Regions from separate parts of the Mus musculus genome. Here regions 2 and 3 are each linked to region 1. A link is a contact called in public HiChIP or PLAC-seq data. All regions are on one chromosome and are shown on one strand. Each heading gives the region's core, a stretch centred on a gene start, on an enhancer-like site or on the middle of the called end of the contact. The rest is flanking DNA. Distances are from core to core; before and after follow the strand shown. Region 1 has its middle 16 kb from the start of Gm41030. Region 2 overlaps Arhgef28 (Rho guanine nucleotide exchange factor (GEF) 28). Region 3 overlaps Arhgef28 (Rho guanine nucleotide exchange factor (GEF) 28).

Region 1 (2,782 bases), core at 176-2,675:
CATTGAACCCCACAACTCTTCAAGGCAGGCTCTGTGTTTCTAATTCTGCCGAGCCACTTACTTTGTTTCCCTAAGAGAAATCTTTTCTTGTCGGTGGCTATTCCTGTCAGCAATTTTCCATTGAAAAATTGCTCCAGAATGGGTGCTTCCTCAGTGAGAGCTTTCTCCATTAGCTCGACAAAGGGGCAGTGTAGGGGCAGGCCTTGACCCTCCATTACCACGAAATCAACTGTAAAAGTGAGTCATCTCTCTCTCTCTCCACTGGGCCAGGCACGGTGATTAATGAGAGCCCTTGAAGATTAAAACCACTTTCTTGTTTAAGTTTTCAAAATTAAATATCTTGGAAATAGAATCCCAGAGATGGGGTGGTTGTGGGGATGGGGGTAGAAGGAGGAAGAACAAGTTCTTTTTCTAGTTACATTTGTCTTTCAAACCCCAACCCTTTCTGCCAAATTTTGGAGACTTGCCTGATCCTTGCCTCTGCCACATAGCTGTCTTTTTGTTCATTTTCTCCTCAGAAATGGCAATGCGGTTGTCATAGATCTTCAGAAGTTTCCAGGTTACCAAATGGAAGAGTGGAACAATTGGTTGTATTGGTTCAGGCCAGTGGCAGAAGAGAAGAAGTAATATGGGCCCAGGCAGTCATTATTGCTGCCCCTGGCCACAGCATGAGTGTTCAGGGTCTGCTAGCCTAAGTCCATGAACTTTGGAGAAAGCCAAGATCCCTTGGCTAGACTCTTCTTCAGATTCAGCTTCTCAGAGATCAGTGCTACCCCAACTCTTGAACAAAGTGGACAGTACCTATCCTGAAATGAATTTCAAGACCAGCTACTAAGAGTCACCACTCGCCCCAGATGCCATACCAGAGTCAAATCACCTATGTGAACATGGTGGACATTGACCAATCACTCTCTGCTATGATAGGCATGCTATGCTGGCTTCCATTTAGACCTGAGGCCAGAAGCATTTAAAAGCAGGTCTTATTTTTCTCGTTTATGAAAATGAAAAGGCTGAGCACAAGCAAACTTGAAATCTCACAAACGGCTGCACAGCTCGTGTGTGGCAGGACCCTGAAGCCAGGTCTTTGTCTTTGTCCTTACAGAGGATGAAACGAGAAAGAAAGAAATCTCCAAAGCAGGGGAGCGCCGGAAGCAGGGGAGCCCCACAAACAGGACTGCAACCTAGGATCAGGACCTAGTGCTTCCTTAACACCTGGCAAAACACTGTGATTCTCGGATGGCCTCTCCCAGCTCACTTTGACAGATGAGGTCCTCTAGACAAATAAGCCTCTTTATGTCAGGGGCCATGTGCAGTCCTTTCTAATCCCTTGGTGGTGGGTCCTGTCGGTGAGCTTCGAGCATTTGTCCGCCCATGAGATTCTTCTTCCATAAACCAGCCACATCTTCCCTGGTCAGTGAGGAGGCACTCTGTCCTCTTGAAGCTACAGTTTGTCTCCCTCTGCCTGACCATTCTCTTATCAAGCGTAAAATCCGTACAAGTAAACCTAGCTTTGCAAAGAAGAAAGCTTAGGCACAGAGAAACTCACCAGTCTAGGGAGAGAGGCCAGACGATGGCTTTCTGGGAACCCAGCTGTGTGTCTAAGGAGATGCCACTGTCAAGGACTGCTTGGCTGCTCCAGGGCACAGATTCTGCGGTCCTGAAATTCTGTAATGCCGTGCCTTGTGACCTGTTTCCTATGAAGGCTTTCTGCCTCCGAGTAGATTATTAGCTCCCAGGAGTGGAACGGCTGAACAGAAACAATGTCTCACAATAATCTGGTCACATCCTGTCGTACAGGGAACAGGGACTTCAGCATACCACTGTGGGAAGATACAGCTCAACCCAGCACAAAAGCCAAGGACCATGTGACTCATAAGTCAATAAACTCAAGCTCCACAGTGCTAGCAAGGGACAGAGCTCAAGAGCTGTAGCTGCCAGGAGCCCAGCTCAGGGGTACACAGGTGATAGCAGTTCTGCCCACCACTGAGAGTCAGGAGCCATGCTTGGGTCTCCCCTGGCACTGAGCGTAAGCAGCCACCAGCAACTTACCAGCGTTTCCTGGCAATGCCAGGATTGCACAACCATCTCATCAAAGAAAACCCATAAGCTTAGGGGGAGAAAAAAACTAAATAAAGAAAACCACATGCACACATACAAAAAAAAGTAACTGTACGTTGTCTGTGGAGAAACCTCAAAAAATGCCGGGAAGTGCTGAATCAGGAAATTCTGCCCTAATAGCTTTTGTTGGAAACATTTAACGTCTCAGCTTTATCTCCTCTTCTCTCTCAGACAGATCTTCCTCAGAGGAACCCAGGTCCAACAACGCCATCAGCCAGGGCTTTGGGTTCCCAGAAAGCTCGAAGCTGAGCCAAGGCCAACAGACACCCAGAGAGAGGGAGAGAGAGCAGAATAAACACAGAGTCCATTTCCTGCAGCCACCTTTCCTGAATTGAGAGAGAACAATGAATCTCATGTCACACACCAGCATCTTACTGTCCTCTCGTCACCAAAATGAGTACCTGATAGATCATTTCCTTTAGGTAGGGACTACTGAGAAAATACGTCACAAAGTTGATCATCAAACACTGATGGCAGCTCTCCCATCACAGGGCAAGTTCAACAAAATCCTGAACCTCTTAAGGAGAGGGGATGGCTCAGTCAGTAAAGGGCTTGCTGCACAAGCCTGAGGACACAAGTTCAATCCCAGGGAACCTATGTTTTAAGAAAACAAGCTGGGGCAGAGGCAGAGATAGGAGGATCCCTGAGGCTTGTTGGCTAACCA
Region 2 (2,700 bases), core at 111-2,610, 430 kb before region 1:
TTTCCTAATGGTGATACATGTGATTTTTAAAATTTAAACAAAGAGAAAGGGGCAGCCCCTTGTTAGAAATAAAGATGCGTGATGATACCATATTTTTAAAAGAAGTTTATAAACATCACAAAATGAGTATTTTGGTCAGGATCCTGGTCAGATATTGCTCCAATGAAGTTGGGGGTGGGGTGGGGTGGAGCAGCCTTGAGAAGCCTGGTTTAAGTCAGGAAAAGGTGAACATAGCCTAAGTTTTAACTGAAATCCATAAAGCAATGATGAAATCCTGCCGACCGAGGTTTCACCGGTAAAGGTAAATTTGTATTTGGTACTTAACATCTCTGGATGTGTTTTCCTAGGTCAAATGTATTTACAGTGTTAAAGCTTAAGTGGGAAGTGTGAGCAAAGCTGGAAATGAGGAGAAACTGAGGCAGGCTCTCAGTTTTTATGACTCTGAGACCATAAAGTGTTAGCTGCCTCCAGCCTTCTTAGATCAGTGCCCTCTGGACCTGCGTTCTAAACCTTGTCCATCAGCTGCTGCTCTTGTACTGGCCTCGAGGGAGCCTTTTATGGACCTGGGTCTGCCAAGAGACCTTGCTGTAATTCCACTGGGCACCTGTTTTAAATTACTTCTTTCCCAGGCAGCTTTGTCCTATTAAATGAAAGCGAGATGTAGACTCGGTACCACAAACAGCCCATGGACACATGAGCCCAAGAAAGAAGCGCAGTTAAAATGGCAGGTGGCAAAGGATGCTGCTTGGTGTCTCTTAGCCTGTAAGCTCCGGGAGAGCAGGGACTGCGGGCTTCCTTGCGATCTCTAGCGCCCCCTGTAGGTTCATTCAGTATGTATTATCTCGTGATGACTCCTTTTTTTGAAGTGTGCTTCAGTTGTGGGCAGAAGAATGTAATTGGCCGGCTGACGTTTGATGTTGTCCTTTTTGTTTCTGTCTCAATGGCGTGCTTCCAGCATTAGTCACAGAAGGGACAGAAGGAAGAGGCTGTTGGGATGTGGATCCCGGGCTCCAGGGTGTGGTAACCGACTTGGCAGTCTCTGATGCAGGGGAGAAGGTATTGTTAATTGTTAACCAACTTGCTAGTAACCAGAACCTATTGCTTTTGTATACAAAGTAGATTCAGCTCTCTGGCAATGAGTGGATTGAAAATACCTTTTTCTGAATTGTTTCTGATTTATTTAAATATCTATATTGAAACTTTCTAAACTATTTCTTCTTTAAATGTTCGTGGTTTTTATATATCATGTTAAAAAGAAAATCAACTGAGACGTTATTAAAAACCAAAACGAAAAGCTTGACAACCCTCCTGTGTATATGTGTGTCTGCACTCTCTGACTTCCGGCCTACTCTCTGCATTGCAAACCTTTGCTTTTCTCACTGCTTCTGGCAACTCCCTGTTTGAGAGGTGACCCGACACTGGGACGCTTCACCACCAGATGGCGCCCGTGAGCTGAACTGATTTCCACTTTGGGACGTCTTGCTTCTGTTCTCTACTGTGATCCTCTGCTCTTCACCTGTATCCCACCTTCCTCTCGCAGACTTGGAATCCACGTAACCACCCTTTGCCCGTGCTACGATGTTCTCTGATTCCTAATATATGTAGGCTGGACCTCTCTGTGTAGAAATTATATGCATACAGCTTCCTATTAGCTTGACGTGTGTGATTTCATAAGAGGGGAGGAAGAGCTCGGTGCTCCTGGGAGGTGGGGAGTCAGGTCAAGGGTTTTTACTTTGTCTAGCATTGATTTAGCTCCATTACCAAGTATTAATGCGCACCAGTGTGGGACTACGACATGTTACAGATGCAACATCTTACTGTTACATGTTTTCCAGATACGTGGCATAGGACAGAACCAGTCTGGCTCTCAGAACTTCACAGAAAAGTCAGCTCTGACTTAGTATTCATTTGCAAAGCTCAGAGGCCCAAGTTAATTTATGAATACAGAATTTTACTCTACTTACTCTGATTGTAAGCTTTGAGCTAGTTTGCCTTAGCTTGTCTGCGCTTCTCCGTGTGATCTTCACTTTGAAGCGTGAAGCCAGTAGCTTACAATCGCTCCTAGGTTGTTTGGGAAGAAAGATAATTGGTCGATGCAGCCTAGTTCTGCACAGAAAATGGCTTGACTCTGACTCCTGACTCAGTTACAGGTGGAGAAGTGAGTTCAGGTTTTAACCTCTGGAAACTCTGACACTTGATGGGGCCTTTTGAGAATGGAAATAAACAGATAAAGCAAGTATATAGTGATGTCTTGGCGTCAGCGTCCTTTAAAAGATTAGATTAAAACAAAATTCTGAAAGAATTAAAAACAATACCCAAGGGTAGAAATTCTCCTCGCATGGATCAACTGTAGTTATACAGTACCACCACCAGGTGGCGCATGAAGTCCATTAAAAAGACAATGTACACTTTCTTCTGTCTTCCCAAACCCAGAGGTTCGAGCAGTAACCAAATGTCGCACAATCCAACCCATTTCTACATGTTTGCTTCTTGGTAGAATATAAAATTTGGAAATATCATGGTTTTTTGTTTTTGTTTTTTGTTTTTCCACTAAAGCAGTGGATGGGCCAAGAAGGGCTCATAGGAAACGCAAGAACTTAACCACCAAACCAGAGTATATTCCGTACATTTGGGCAGAGTTCTAAAGTACCGACATGCTTCTCTCTATTCTACCTTTGTCCCTTCCCTGTTAATGGACTG
Region 3 (2,700 bases), core at 199-2,698, 470 kb before region 1:
ATTCTTGTCAGCTCGTTAGGATTGTTAAAGCCCGTGCATGGGTCAGCTCACATGGATGCCAGGGCTCTGTAAGAGTGTTAGATGGTGACTGTTTTCTATGTTTCCTCCTACTTTTTCTATCATGACTGCTGCCTCTGAAGATGAAAAACAAGGACACTAAAGAAAAAGAAAAAATGAATCGACATCAGTTTGTCCCGGGAACGTTCTCCGGGGTTCTGCAGTGCTCCGGTTGTGATAAAACACTCCTGGGGAAAGAGTCACTCCAGTGTGCCAGTAAGTCCCATGTGTGATGTGTTCTCTGTCTGTCCTGAAAGCTCCCAAGGGTAAAACCACTGCTCAGCAGGTTTGCACAGACCTACTCGTGAGGGCCTCACATATCACAGAGCTATTTGCCTTGCAGTGGTCAGTACTGGTCATTCGGTACTTGTGTCCAGTCGATGACTTTCTTAAGTCTAAGCCTGTTACCTCATTGTCTGCTGGACGTCTCCACTTGAATATTTCACATCTTTTGAATGTTACTTGCTGGAAACTGAGATCTTATCCCATCTCGGTGCTTGCTGGCAAGCCGATCCACCCATAGCCCCAGACAGACACTTGTCACAAGACTTCAGAGGATTTGTTTATGACGCCTTTTCTCTTGCATGCTGGTCCTTTAGCAACTCTCTTCACTCGGTTTCCAACGTGTATCTCAAACCCACCTACTTGTCACCCATCACTGCCCTCACTCACCTGAAGCCACCACTAAAATTGGTCCACTTATGTTGGTTTTCTGTGGCTGTGATAAACTCCAATGACCAGGACCAGCAGGCTGTTTTTCAACGACGGGTTCCTAAGAGGAAGGACCAGGGGATCCGAAAACAAAGGAGACAGGAAAGCTTGAAAATCGGGAGGTCTTACATAAGCGCTGTCTGATGCCAAGCAACTTTCTTAAGAAATACATCATCTTAGGTACAGTTCGCAGGGGAGAAATGAAACAGAGTCAGCAGAAAGCTATCATACTGTGGTTAGAAACCAGCAGGAAGCTAATCAAGCATTGTTGCATAATGGGAACACGGGATATTTCAAAGGCATCAAAGACAGAGTATGCAAAGTCCCGGGAATCAATAACCACAGCCCGAAAAGAAGGGGAAAATGAGTCCTTAGGATCCAGAAAACTGCAGTGTCCCTAAGGTCTTGCCTCAAGCTACTCCTGGACTTGCCAAGTATGTACCTGGTTTTAGAGCAGGGACTAAGTTCCTCCTCTATATATCAGGGCCTTAGGGAAAGTCCTGGACCAGCCTGGCCCTCAGCAACACACCATACCAAAAGTACCTAGAAAAGGAAGGGTTTATTTACTTGACACACCCTGTTCACAGTCCATCACTGAGGAAAGCCAAGACAGGCGCTGAGGCAGGGTCAGAGCCCATGGAAGAATACTGTTACTGGCTTGAACTCTGTGGCTCACTTGCCTTGCTTATTGTAAAACCCAGGACCTCCTATCCAGTGGCAGCACCGCCCATAGTGGGCTGGGCCAGGCCACATGAATCATTAACTACAAAAATACTTAGAAGCCAATGTGGTGAAGGCATTTTTCCAGTGGAAGTTCCCTCTTCCCAGATGACTTTAGCTTGAGTCAAATTGACAAAGAACTAACCAGGACACAAGGGCTCCTCTCCTCTTGCTTCCTTGGCTGGTCACATCGCCTTCTTTACCATTCTTCTCACAAGCCAGAATACTCCTGTCCTAGCACCTTCTGTCTTTGAGGCTCTTCCTTCAGTAAGCTCTGTAGATCATCAGTAACACCACCCTGTACCTGGCTTGCCATTTCCTTATCACTGAGTCCCCGGCCCTGTTATTTACCACCATGTGTGTTATGGCATATTTCCATTCACTGTAAGTTCTGGAAGGAGAAAGGGGGGGCATAGTAATTTTTCACAGCCCCTACACGAGCCAACGCAAAGCTGATCCTTAATACTTATGTTTAATTAATGAGTCCTAAGGTAAACTGATGTGCAAGCAAGACCTGCTCCACTTGAGTCCACTAAGTGGGTGTTGATGGCATTGTGGTCGAAGCTAGAAATTGCCAAAAGTGCTGTAGACATGCTCAGCTGTCAAACCAGATATTACTTAAAAAAATAGCTGTATGAAGACTTACAGAAAATATTCGGATTATATTATATATATAATATAACTTGGATTACTATCACATTTTGACGTTGAGTAGTAGATGATGACATGGGCATGAATGAAAACTTAAGTTGTCTCAAACTTTTCCACCTCCAAAAGCTTTGCTGTTAATTTATCATTTTATTAGCATTTAACATTGTTCAAGCTAATGGGTTTTTCTGATGACACTCCGTACATGCATGTAATATACCTTCAGCATCTTTAATTCCCCACTGTCATCTCCTGCTGCCCCCTGTTCCCCTCCCCCACTTCCAAGCCCCTCTCTACTCTCGTGCATCGTCTCTGTTGTTTTCCTTTCTCTTTAATTATTATTTTTACAATGATTCATGTAAATATACAGATAAATATACAGATACTGCCTGAGTCCATCTAATGTTGCTCTTGTGTTGCGGGTTGAGCGTGCCGCATTGGGTAGCCACTTAGAGGGCTCATCCCTGGGCATGTGTGAGTCCCCCCTTCTCTCAGCAGCCACTAATTACTTATAGTCTCTTCTAACCCCAAAACATTGCATCAGCCTTTAATCTAAGATTGCAT

The links. HiChIP or PLAC-seq counts read pairs in DNA pulled down with a chosen protein or histone mark.
Region 2: an HNF4G HiChIP or PLAC-seq map of pancreatic cancer cells shows a contact between it and region 1. The contact joins two enhancer-like sites. A contact is called at or near these places in 1 of 39 promoter capture datasets (embryonic stem cells), 2 of 15 datasets of contacts at CTCF or cohesin (both in embryonic stem cells), 43 of 484 Hi-C or Micro-C datasets (the AML12 cell line, the G1E-ER4 cell line, Sertoli cells and 10 more), 11 of 115 datasets of contacts at active chromatin or transcription factors (the NIH/3T3 cell line, embryonic stem cells, extraembryonic endoderm stem cells and 2 more) and 1 of 9 other capture datasets (embryonic stem cells).
Region 3: a contact with region 1 is called in a FOXA1 HiChIP or PLAC-seq map of pancreatic cancer cells. The contact joins two enhancer-like sites. A contact is called at or near these places in 1 of 115 datasets of contacts at active chromatin or transcription factors (pancreatic cancer cells) and 1 of 9 other capture datasets (embryonic stem cells).

What each region holds. Positions count from the first base shown.
Region 1 is chr13:97,510,199-97,512,980 of GRCm38.p6, reverse strand. No RefSeq gene overlaps it. Among named protein-coding and RNA genes, the nearest start is that of Gm41030, 16 kb to the left of the region's middle. Within about 2 kb of position 1,425, at least 69 of the 459 cell types and tissues checked have an H3K27ac peak or open chromatin away from gene starts, as enhancers often do. A contact at or near this core is called in extraembryonic endoderm stem cells and pancreatic cancer cells, where this site is marked.
Region 2 is chr13:97,937,816-97,940,515 of GRCm38.p6, reverse strand. It overlaps Arhgef28 (Rho guanine nucleotide exchange factor (GEF) 28), which reads left to right. Exons shown (of 36, transcript NM_012026.2): 31 at 956-1,056. Among named protein-coding and RNA genes, the nearest start is that of Gm34388, 45 kb to the right of the region's middle. Within about 2 kb of position 1,360, at least 61 of the 459 cell types and tissues checked have an H3K27ac peak or open chromatin away from gene starts, as enhancers often do. A contact at or near this core is called in extraembryonic endoderm stem cells and pancreatic cancer cells, where this site is marked.
Region 3 is chr13:97,975,604-97,978,303 of GRCm38.p6, reverse strand. It overlaps Arhgef28 (Rho guanine nucleotide exchange factor (GEF) 28), which reads left to right. Exons shown (of 36, transcript NM_012026.2): 16 at 141-273. Among named protein-coding and RNA genes, the nearest start is that of Gm34388, 83 kb to the right of the region's middle. Within about 2 kb of position 1,448, at least 38 of the 459 cell types and tissues checked have an H3K27ac peak or open chromatin away from gene starts, as enhancers often do. A contact at or near this core is called in pancreatic cancer cells, where this site is marked.